Regions from separate parts of the Sus scrofa genome. Here region 1 is linked to region 2. A link is a contact called in public Hi-C data. All regions are on one chromosome and are shown on one strand. The core of a region is the stretch at or near the end of the contact, and the rest is flanking DNA. Distances in the headings are between cores, read along the strand shown.

Region 1 (2,930 bases), core at 43-2,542, 160 kb before region 2:
TTATGATCACATTGCTCTTAAGTGGGTTAAGTATTTATTTCATGTCAACTAAGACACTTAGGAAATTTACTTATACGTAACAATTTAGCCCTTCACTTAGGAGATGATCAAAAAGGAAATGGAGTCTATTGACTTGGTGGAAGATAAAGGGGAGCAGGGCATGGGATCAAGCTCCCGATTTGAATTTTGGCTTCTTCACTTAATTATTGTGAAACCTTGGGGAAGTTACATAAATTCTCTAGACCTTGATTTCTCATCTATAAAATGAGGGGACTATTATTACCTGCTTCTGCTTTTGTGAAGATTAAATGCGAAAAGGAATGTGACATTCTTAGCAGTGTCTAGCACTAGAAATCTCATAACGAATGTGTCTATTGTCATCTTCTACATTATATTCGGTTAGTTGTAGAAAACAAATGATCTGGTAGCCTTGTTTTGTACATAGTCTACAACTGACCTTTAAACTTTACTTAACTGATTACGTCAATTTAAGGATCGCACTTTTTTTCCTTTGGCCAGTTATCCTTTGTGAGTGTCAATACTTTCTAAGCACATAGAACATGTGTATATGTGCATGCAAGTGTGCGTGCATTCAGACACACAAACACACACACACACACACCCACCCCAAATGTGCAAAGATAGTTAGTTTAGTTTTTAAGACAATTTAAATATTTTCATTTAATTTTTTACTTATAAGAGAATCTTCTGTTTTATAAACAAAGGAAAGAAGCCCAGAGTCCCATTTCCAGTTGATCATACTCTTTAAAACCGTAAGGTAGTACGCAGGCAGTTGCTTCATCCACTTGCAAGTAACTTAAATAGGCTGTGAACTGCTTATAATTACATGTGTTTATAAATATAAAACATCCATATGCAGATGAATAAAATGTGTTCTCAGCACATCTCAATGTGCATTCTTTTGCCCAGAGAAAGCAAAGCTTGTTAAATAATTAAAACAACTGTGAGTGACTAGTTGAACTTTAAGTCCAGTGGAAGGGACCAGCCTCTGATAAGAGAAGAATGCAGATCTGTTTTTCAGAGTGAGAAATGTTAAGGAGGTGCAGTTTGCTTTGTAAATAACAACTATAGGAGTTTTCTGATGGCCTAGGGAGTTGAGGCTCCTGCTTCCTCACTGCTGTGCCTCTGGTTGCTCCTGTGTGGTACAGGTTGGATCCTTGCAACTCTCATTTTAAAAGAATAAATAAAATAAAGGAATTCCCATCGTGGCTAAGTGCAACAAACCTGACTATTATCCATGAGGACACGGGCCTTGCTCAATGCGTTAATGATCCGACGTTGGCATGAGCTGTAGTGTAGGTCACAGACACTGCCCGGATCTGGTGTTGCTGTGGATGTGGCTGTGGCTGGTGGCTACAGCTCCGATTTGCCCCCTAGCCTGGGAATTTCCATATACCACAGGTGCAGCCCTAAAAAGACAAAATAAAATGAAATAAAAATAACAACTGTGATGAAATAGAAAAACAGAAATGTGTGCTAAAACATTATTTGCTTCAAACAATCTTCTATTTCTATTCTATATACAGATTTCCAAAAGTCCTAGTTTAAGAATAATTTAGTAGGAGTTCCTGTCGTGGCGCAGTGGTTAACGAATCCGACTAGCAACCCTGAGGTTGCAGGTTCGGTCCCTGCCCTTGCTCAGTGGGTTAACGATCCGGCGTTGCCGTGAGCTGTGGTGTAGGTTGCAGACGTGGCTCGGATCCCGCGTTGCTGTGGCTCTGGCCGTAGGCCAGTGGCTACAGCTCTGATTCGACCCCTAGCCTGGGAACCTCCATATGCCGCGAGAGCGGCCCAAGAAATGGCAAAAAGACAAAAAAAAAAAAAAAGAATAATTTAGTAGAAAAAGATATTCAGTCTTTTAAAATGTGAAAGAAAGCTTTTAAACCTTCTTGGGAAAACATTTATTAGATGTATAGATATAAATTCGAACTAAGAAACCACAGTCTTCTTTCCTGACTCCAGTAGATACACGGTGCCATAAGAGAGCATAAACTTCCTCCCCTCTAGCTTTGGGCATGTACAGCCATCCTTTCTGTTACTCATTCAGAATTGTTGCCAGCACTCTTACATTGAAACTTGAGAATTGAAAGTCTCTAAAATCCTAGAAAATCCACAGATGCCTTGGAAATTCTTCTTCTTGTCTGGGCAATCTCTCTTTTTTTTTTTTTTTTTTTTTTTTTGTCTTTTTGCCATTTCTTTGGGCTGCTTCCGCGGCATATGGAGATTCCCAGGCTAGGGGTCGCATCGGAGCTGTAGCCATCGGCCTACGCCAGAGCCACAGCAACGCGGGATCCGAGCCACGTCTGCAACCTACACCACAGCTCACGGCAATGCCGGATTGTTAACTCACTGAGCAAGGCCAGGGACCGAACCGCAACCTCATGGTTCCTAGTCGGATTCGTTAACCACTGCTCCACAACGAGAACTCCTGGGCAATCTCTTAAAGTTATGTGTCGCTTTGGGTTTTACTGTTCCTCAGCCTCAGCAGAATCCATTTAACAGGGGTTTGGGGAAAGGGGGGCAGAAGTCTGGTTGAGCACAAATCTTTAGAACTTTAGTAGGGGAAGAAGATCTGGTCCTATTGTACCTTGTCAAGAGTTTGGAGCTTCTGGGTTCAGAAAATATGCTTAAAGCACATCTGAATACCAAGAGGTACACTGGAGGAAATATTTGGAGATTCCTTATTTTGTTCTATAACCTGCTCTCGAATTATGGGTGTGCAGCTCAGGAAACACAGTAAACTTGTTTAGGCTACCGAGTATTCAGCCCAGGGCAAAAATTTCAGTCAAAGATTTCAGTTCCCTACTTATGTTTTTAAAAATCAATATGCTTTAATGTGTCAAATAAAATGACAGCATGTTTATGAGAAAAATTGGTAATCTCATGCCCAACCTTTACCCATTCCTGAC
Region 2 (2,922 bases), core at 408-2,907:
GAGAATTCTTTTCAAATTGCTCTTCTCCCCTTTTCTGGATTGTGGAAAAGCATGAGCCATCCTTAGGCATTAAAGGCTAAGGTAAGCAAGAGTTTAGAAACGTCCTATTGTCAAGGATGGTGATGGCGCATGAATAGATTTCTCAAACCTGAAACTAGCTTGCTTCTCTTCCCCTGGAAAGCTGCATGCTAGAGATCACGGGATCATCTCATCATTAATAGGATGAGGTGTGTTCATGACATCACTGCTGGAAAAACAAGAGGGTTAAAAAATATGGAAACAGAAGGATGTCAACCACAGTCTCATGCTGATGACCCAGGCTTATTTCACAAGCAAAGGTTCGATGATGAATTTTATAAGTATGGAGACAACGGAACAACTCATTATGTGTCATGTAATAATAAAATAGAGCAAGGGACTAAAACATAGAATGTAAAGTAGGCACTGTGTGACAATGCTTTGGAATTTAAGTACCTGGTCAATGATGAAAAAATTTTGGTAGAACGGAATTAGGATGTACATGTTTTCAAGAGCTGAAATGTGAGCATCATGGATGGCTTTTCAAACAGGTTTCTCCACACATCCTTGTGGAATCAAACCAAAAGAGATGGAACAGACAAGTTTCTCCTTTGTGGTCAGACTTCCCCGATTTAAACCAGTAATTGAAAAGAGGTGCAGGAGGATGAGTCAGAATTCCCCGTCACTGCTTTCTGAAGAGCTGCAAAGCATACTGCTTTTATATTTTAATCTTTCAGGTTAAGCACTGCTATAATTCAGTTAGTTTAAGTATACTTCAAACCAAACCATACATTTCATCCTATTCTTTTCCTTTTCTTACCTCAAGCTCTGGTTTTGGTGGTGAGAAAGGAAGAGAGAAATCTCTGCTAGTCTGAGTCCAATTTAGTAGGTTAAGTTATAAGGTCAGCAGGTTGGCTTCATTGTGACAAGCAAAAGTCTTGAGGAAAATCAGTAGGTCACATTTAGCCAACGCCTAGGAACTCGAAAGATGTATTTTCTGGAGTAAGTCACTCTTGATGCCTAGATTCCCTTATCAACTGATTAATTAATTAATTAACTAATGTTCTTGTATCACTGCCATGCTGACCATGAAATTTTTTTCTTTTTTTTTTTTTTTTTTTAAAGACAAAATCAGGAGTTCCGGTCATGGTGCAGTGGTTAGCGAATCCGACTGGGAACCATGAGGTTGCGGGTTCGATCCCTGCCCTTGCTCAGTGGGTTAAGGATCCGGCGTTGCCTGTAAGCTGTGGTGCAGGTTGCAGACGCGGCTCGGATCCCGCGTTGCTGTGGCTCTGGCGTAGGCCGATGGCTACAGCTCCGATTGGACCCCTAGCCTGGGAACCTCCATATGCCCCGGGAGCGGCCCCAGAAAAGGCAAAAAGACAACATAATTAAAATAAAAATAAAAAATAAAAGGCAAAATCAAACCCACAACCAAATAAGACTCCCAAAAGGTGTGGCACAGATGAAAACCCTGTCTGAACTGCACTTGGATGTCTGCAGTAGTCCAGCAAAAAAGGTATAAAACAATCTCGCTGGAGTCAACCCTTGAACAGCTGTGACACAAAACGCTACCTCTCCAGCTCCCCGGCGGCCTCTGCGCTTCTCAAAATGACCCCAGCGCTCTGGGCGGAGTCGCAGCCGGGAGCGCGCCCGGGTCCGCGCCCCCTCCTGCGGCCCAGCGCGCTCGGGGAGTGAGTCTTTGTACAGTCAGGGCTTCTGCTGGGCAGGGCCAGCTGTTAATCCTCCAGGCGGACACCGGGGCGGGGGGGGGAGATGGGGCATATAGGTGGCGTCCGCCCGTGAGAAACACCTAAGCGCAGGTAAAAGGGTGGCGGCCAGAGGGAGTTCCCACCTGTTGCCGTTCTTCCAGAAATGAAGACTTAAGGAAATACCAAGGAGGGGCCGATCGGTGTCTTTCGGACGCGCCTGTAACCCCACCCTCGGTCAGAGGAAAAGCCCCTGGGCTGAGAGGCAGGAGCTTCAGAAAAACCGAGAAGAAAAGCAGCTCCCTCCGCGCGCCGCCTTTTCTGCCTCGCACTCAGGCGCGGCCGGCCCAGCCTGCGCCCCGGTCGCGGCCCTTCACTCCGCCGCGCCCTCCCACCCCGGCCTCTAAGTGCCCCGGCCGGCGACCTGCCCCCGAGTCCTCCGATGGCGCCAGCCCGATCCACGGGCTGCCTGAGCGGAGCCCTCTGCCGACAACTCCTGCTGACCCTCTCGGTGAGCCGGCTCACGGGACGGCGCGCGGTCCCGCGATGGGGGAGAAGGGGAAAGTCTGGGAGCAGGGGTCCGTGGGGGTGGCGGGCCAGGCAGGGGGTCGGGGGCCTGGGGCTGGCTGGAAAAATGCAGTTGTCTGGGATGGGGGAGGGCAGTCAGAAAGAGGAGGGCGACCTGGGCGCCCCGATCCCGCAAGAGAGAAGGGTGTCTCCGGCAGATGTAATCAGCGCAGGCAGAGGAGGCAGCGACGGCAAACGCCCTTCGAAAACCTTGGCCGCTGGGTACGAGCTAGAGAACGCCGCGCGCCCGCGCTGCTTCTCCACGTCTCGCGCACCACCAGGAGCCGGGCAGTCTGTCCCCCTCAGTGCTGGTTCTGGCTGCGGACAAGGCGAGCGACCGAAAGCGCAGATTCTTGAGGGACAGAGAGGAAAGAGAGGACTGGGCACCTTTCTGGGGGTTGATCTTAAAGTGGGGGTGGGGGTGGGGGGGAGTAAAGAATTGGGGGAAGGGTGCAGTCTCGACCCTCGGCGGGTGAAGAAAGCAGATAGGAGGGCCTTAGGTGGTCCTTTGTACCTTTCCTATTGTTCGTCAGCTTGTGAGGTTTCTTTCTCCTTTTATTTTTGGGGAAATGGTCGTCCGGATCTCTTGCCCCGGGGGTCTCTGGATTCTTCTCTCCCACCCCACCTC

The links. A called contact is a pair of places that touch in the nucleus more often than the background predicts.
Region 1: a contact with region 2 is called in a Hi-C map of liver, with 9 times the contacts expected there. The contact joins the enhancer-like site here to the promoter of DSC2 in region 2. A contact is called at or near these places in 1 of 5 promoter capture datasets (liver), 6 of 47 Hi-C or Micro-C datasets (epiblast stem cells, heart right ventricle, liver and 1 more) and 1 of 2 datasets of contacts at active chromatin or transcription factors (alveolar macrophages).

What each region holds. Positions count from the first base shown.
Region 1 is chr6:115,180,778-115,183,707 of Sscrofa11.1, reverse strand. No RefSeq gene overlaps it. Among named protein-coding and RNA genes, the nearest start is that of DSG1, 56 kb to the left of the region's middle. Within about 2 kb of position 1,292, at least 9 of the 83 cell types and tissues checked have an H3K27ac peak or open chromatin away from gene starts, as enhancers often do. A contact at or near this core is called in liver, where this site is marked.
Region 2 is chr6:115,020,067-115,022,988 of Sscrofa11.1, reverse strand. It overlaps DSC2 (desmocollin-2), which reads left to right and starts at 1,657. Exons shown (of 17, transcript XM_021096210.1): 1 at 1,657-2,238. The coding sequence starts at 2,170.